2 separate regions of the Macaca mulatta genome follow, and region 1 is linked to region 2. A link is a contact called in public Hi-C data. All regions are on one chromosome and are shown on one strand. The core of a region is the stretch at or near the end of the contact, and the rest is flanking DNA. Distances in the headings are between cores, read along the strand shown.

Region 1 (2,930 bases), core at 274-2,773, 320 kb before region 2:
TGCATCATCCAGGTGAGAGAAAATGAAAGCATTGGGGGAGTCTTCAGTGAGGGAGAGAACACAGGTACATAATAAAATTTAAAAAATAAAAGTTACATAGTGAGTTGATAGAACTTGATTATCAATAAGACAAAAAAGGAAGGAAAATATACTAGATTTTACTCTATGATTTATAATCAGAGGAACTCAGAGGGAACATTGTTAGTGACACAAATGGTGATGAGAGCCGAGGAGGTTGTAGTTGAAAAGACAAGTTTTTGGAGGAGATAATTCTTTCCTTCAACTCCTCCGATGTGAATGAGAAACAGTGGTTGGTTTTTTACCATCTTCCTGAAAATAAAAGGCTCTATCTCAAAAAAAAAAAAAAAAAAAAAAAAAGGAAGACAAAGACAAATGCCCAGAAGTGCTAAGACACATGGCCAGCAGAGACTTTTCCAAAGCCCTTCACTTGGCTGGACGAGGTTCTAGGCCTTAGAGCTGACTGTGGGTGGATGATAGGGAAAGCAGAACGACAAGGTTTGATGAAAGAAGGGCCAGGAACACCAAGCCACTGCTCTACTACCCAGTTGGAACATGCCTGGAATTGGTGCTTATTACATAGAGTATTTCTGTGCCTGCGATGCAATCACTGTCACCTTTACCTCCACACACATGAACCTGGTCTCCTGACTTTAGTTAGGAAAGAAGAGAACAATGCAACTCACAAGAAGAGAATGATGAGGACAAGTGTTTAAAATACTTTTTCAGACGCTGTTGGCACATTTTCTAGATGATTATTGTCTGGTGAACCCAGTGAAAACAAATACTGTATTGAGATAATCTGTACTGAGTGGATTTATTTCCTTTTGTTTTGTCGGAGAAAGGAGGAGAGGTAGTGAGTTGCACCCTGGTTTCCATACTTCACGGTACTGTTTTATCTAAGTTTTAAAAAACACCTCAAATTCAACTAGCAGTGGCATTTTTCTCAGTGTTCATATCACTATGCCCAACTTAAATTTTTTTAATAAAACAGGAAAAAACGCTAAACACATTACAAGTTCTTAAAATTATTCCTTAATATTTATTTTGGGTCAATTTAAAAAGGCTTGTGAATCCATAGCCTTGAGTTAAAATTTAGTTCAGGTGTTAGTTACATTCTAACTTTAACAGTCACCCGCACTTGTAAATCTTGCCCCACGATGGACTACATTTCCCAAGAGCATCCCCCGAGTTAATCACATGAAGTGCCTTCTAGGAATTGTAGTCTTGGATGAGCCTCTTTTCTCTCAGTCTTTGATTCACGCCCTGATTCCGGTTGAAACGGTGCTACCAATTAGCAGGGGCCATGTCCGTGAGTCGTGGTCCAACCGGGAAAGCTGGTGTGGGAGCCTGGGACAATGATTGGCCAATGAATGACCCCGGGGCGGAGCAATGGGGGCGGGCGGGGAGACCATGGTGATTGGACCAGACGCCCGCGACGGCGGGCGGGGATTGGCTGCGCCCTGGGTCAGGGAGGCCTGGGAAGGGGCGGAGGAAGGAGACTAGAGCAGGAAGAGCAGCGGCGAAGCGGCGGCGGTGACTCCGTGGTGGCAGAGGCGAAGGCGACATCTCTAGGGGTTGGCACCGGCCCCGAGAGCAGGATGCGGGTCCGGATAGGGCTGACGCTGCTGCTCTGTGCGGTGCTGCTGAGCTCGGCCTCGGCGTCCTCGGGTCAGTATCCGCCCCCTTGGGCTGAAGGCCCAGAGCCTCCGCCCCCCAGCCTCTACCGCCGGCCGGAGCCGTGGGGACCCAGACTCCGGACCCCGTTCTCCTTGGGCACACCTCGCACTGGCCTGTCACTCGCTCTTTGGCTTTGCTTGGCCTGCGCCGAAGGGGCTATTTAGGGAGGTGGAGTGGGGTGGAAAAAGAAGGCGCGGTCACTCCGCCCACACCTCTCTCCCACGTAACAAACTTTACGCGACTCTCTCTCACGAACGCGGAATTGACTCCAAAAGAATGAATCCCGACCCAGGAGCCGGAGTGGTGCTTCCTCGACCCTGGGGTAGAGGAAGGGTCTGGTCTGGAACTCTGGGCTTGGGAATTGAAAGTTAAATAATTGACAAACCTGGAGCTGTCTCTTTAGGGCAGAGGAGGATCCATCCAGACCAGGATGTTGACAGTAGTTTGGTGAGTTTGCCTAACACCTGTGATGGTCCCTGGTCCGTTTGTTTAAAAACAAAGACTTTTGATCTCCTCGTAGCCACTTTCTACTTTTTTGAAACCTTCCTGAGAAAGCGGTGACCTGGGGCAGTGTTTCTGAGTTGCCCCATGTTTGTTTATGATGTTTGGGAAAATCTTGGTTCTTATAAGTTGCGTTTTATATAGATAGAAATTTGTGTGCTTTTGAATTGATTTTCCAGTTAGCTAATTTTTATTCTGGTTCTAGTCCCCCACCCCCCACCTTTTTTTAATGTTTTAATCTGCCTACATTTGAAAATTTCCATTTTGAGAGGGTTCATGAAAAACTTCGTGTTTCTAAGTGTTGATAAAGAAAAATTAGTACAGTAAACTTTGGAATTTTAATCTGTTTCAGTTAACAAGACAGCTGTTCTGTGGCTTTACGTTTTGGGGAGACAACACAGAGTATAATGTCAACTTTTTAAATAAATGTCAGCTTTTTTTTAACAGAAAATTTCCCAGGTGGTTATTTGAATCCCCAAATTACCTGTCCTAGTTGTAAATCAGTGCCATAACGTCATTCTGCTTCTAAAATAAGAGGCCTAAACCTAAATTCTATCCATGATGTGGTTTGAAATTCCATTTCAAAAGCACCAACCCTGTGCTAATTACTTTACTGCCAACGTCATTCTTTGAGGTCCACTCGCCTCCCTCCAGTAGTAGTGGTGGTTTGAGTTTAATGACCAGATCTTTAGACTCTACATAACTCTGGAAGCACTTTTAGCAGTTATTTA
Region 2 (2,700 bases), core at 187-2,686:
AATTCCCAGGGACAAGAAAATTAGGTACTATGAATTCTGCCTTCCAAACAGCATTCTCTGTTCCGCTTGCAATGTCGATATAAAGGCAGGATTTGCTTGGGCAGAATAGGTCAAAAGCTTATTGAATTGCACATGGAACACAGCCTGCTTGCTCTCTTATAGCGAGAGGCCATGAGAGTTGCTGGGTCAAGGGCATGCATTTCAATGTGATCAGTCACTATACGTTGGCCATGCGGAGTCGCAGTTTTTGGCAATATTTTTAAAAACCAGGGAAAGTTACTGTGCTGTTATAATCCAAAGGCTGGTGGGGTTTTCTTCCCCACCGCATCTCCACTAGCGTGATAAATTAAAGTACGTGGGCTAGTAGAGAACTAACCTCTGGGCAACTTAAGCCTAGTCTTCGCAGCGTACCCAGTGTGGAAACAAACGAATCAGAGGTTACTAATTCTGGAATGTTAAAAGTGGGCCCCGATCGGCGTTTACTCCCTTTGGGAAATCCTATACAATTCTGCGCGCGAAAGACCCACCCTTGGTGAGGCGCGAAAGCCGAGAAGCTTATAGTCAAAGCCTCACTGACAAATCAAGAGATGACTCCGCATTTAAAACCTTCCCGAATAGGAACGCGCCAGAGGCCGGAAGCTACGCCACGTGACCAATCCTCCTCCGCGGCCATTCCTAGTGAGGCAGTAGGCACCGCCTCTCACATTTCCTAACTCCTACAGCGCGGGACCGGGCGGAAACCTGCGACAGGAGGCGGTCCCACCTAGCTTCGGAGTGTCACTAGAACTCGCGTCTTTTCCAGCAATGCTTTGCAAGTACTTCACCGCAAAGAACTGCCGCAGACTTCCGCCTGGGTGCCAACCACGTGATCAGGCGAGCGTTGGAGAGGCGTAGGTCCGACTACACTAGTTCACTCCCCGGGCTCCGCCAGCCCAGCACCCACCACGGCGCGTGACAACGCGGCTCGCGGCGGCCTCCGCCCCGGCGCGCCTGCGCACGCGGCTCTCGCGGTGTCTCGCGCTCAGCCCCGCCCACATCTGCCCCCGCCCTTTCCGCCCCTCCCTCCCCCTTCACCCTGTTTCTCGGCGGCGGCGGCGGCGGTGGCGGCTCGCGCAGCTTGTTGGCTCGCTATATAAAGGAGAGAAGCGGGCGGACCGGACGGCTGGAGCTGCAGCCGGTGGCGGCAGCGGCGGCGCAGGGAGCGGCGACCGGTGGTGGTTTCCCTCCTTGGCGCGGGGTGGGGAGCGGGCAACGCCCCCCGGACCCCTAAAGGGTCGTGGCTTTTTTTTTAAAGGCGATTCTCGAGGTTTTTAGCTGCGGGAGGAGTGCCCCCCTCCTCCTCTCTCCGCTCTCCCTTACTCCTTCAGGATTGATTTTGTTTAAAATTTTTTCCCCAATCTTGTGGTGATTTGGGTCACCCTCCGGGTGTTTTAGTTTTTTTTTTTTTTTTTGGTTTTGTTTTTATCTTGTTTTCTTGGGGTTGCCCCCTCTTGTTTGTGTTGTGTGTGGAAATGGCGAACTCGGCAAATACAAACACCGTGGTAAGGACGTGGTTCGGTGGCCGGCGGGGGCTTCGTTCAGGCGGCAGCAACGGCCGGACCGGGCGGGGGCGGGGACGGCGGCGACTCCCGGCCTCGACTCTTCAGCCGTCCGCGCGGCCGCCGCCGCCGCCGCCGCCGCTTCCCGCCTCGGGCGGATCGGGCCGGAGCGCCGGGCGGCGGGCGCGGGGGGGCGCCGAGGGCTCGCGGCGCGGGGAGGGCGGGGGCGCCGGCGGGGCCTGGGGCAGCCGCGGGCCGGGCCGGGCCGCGGAGGCCGTTGGGCCCGGGCGGGCGTGCAGCCCCGGCCCCAGAACCCGGCCGCCGGGAGGGAGGGCGGGAGGGGAGCCGCCGCTTCCCCGCGAGGGGCCCGTCCGTGCTGTCTTGACGAGGGCTCCCCGAGCGGCTGCAGAACAAAAACCGTGTCTGGGGAATCGGGCGAACCCCCGAGACCCACCGTGATCCACTTTAATGCAGTGGAAGAATAATGATTACTTTGGGGGTTACTTAGGTTTTTTCTGGCTGTTGTGCTTTGGGAACCTTCACTGGGGCCATTTTATGTTTAAAAAAAGGAGGAAGGTTGGTTGAAAAGCACTTATCTCAGTTCCTTCCGAATGGGTAAAATGGCGAAGGGGAAGACCCCCATCGTATCTTCGACTAGCAGAAGCACCAAAACAAACAAAAAAAGCCTGCAGTGGTCCAAGTGTCCCCGCTTTCGCCTTGAAATTTACCTACTTCTTCCCGTTGGTCCCTTTTTGGTTACTTGAGATCACGTAGGTTTGCAAAAAGCAGTCACATAAATAACCTTTTCAGTCACCAACGCAATGTGATCACTAGTCCACCCAACTCTTATTTTTATGATGACAATAAAACACGTTTTTGCCCTGTCCCAAATGCCGCAGACCAGCCCGCGGCCGCCCGACACCGTACCGTTGGCGACTCGGGTCGATCCATCATGGCTGCGGCCGCTTACCCTGCTTTTCAGTCCCTGAGCCTTGTGGTCCTCCTCCCTTTGGCTGCCCTGTTTATATAGAGCCATTGCCGCTCTCTAATATAGACTCTGCCAGGATGGGAAGGTGCTTTTCAGTACTACGTCACCGCCTCTCCATTTAAACACCAGATCCGGCTTTAAATAGTGAGAGCTGCTGAGAGCGGGGCTGGGAGG

Evidence for each region. Hi-C and Micro-C count contacts between places; a contact is called where the count stands out from the background.
Region 1: a contact with region 2 is called in a Hi-C map of liver, with 2.5 times the contacts expected there. The contact joins the promoter of SEL1L here to the promoter of GTF2A1 in region 2. A contact is called at or near these places in 2 of 14 Hi-C or Micro-C datasets (CD4 T cells and liver).

Annotation. Positions count from the first base shown.
Region 1 is chr7:154,767,749-154,770,678 of T2T-MMU8v2.0, reverse strand. It overlaps SEL1L (SEL1L adaptor subunit of ERAD E3 ubiquitin ligase), which reads left to right and starts at 1,523. Exons shown (of 21, transcript XM_001105925.5): 1 at 1,523-1,689. The coding sequence starts at 1,620.
Region 2 is chr7:154,447,638-154,450,337 of T2T-MMU8v2.0, reverse strand. GTF2A1 (general transcription factor IIA subunit 1) reads left to right here and starts at 1,436. Exons shown (of 9, transcript NM_001257710.2): 1 at 1,436-1,541. The coding sequence starts at 1,512.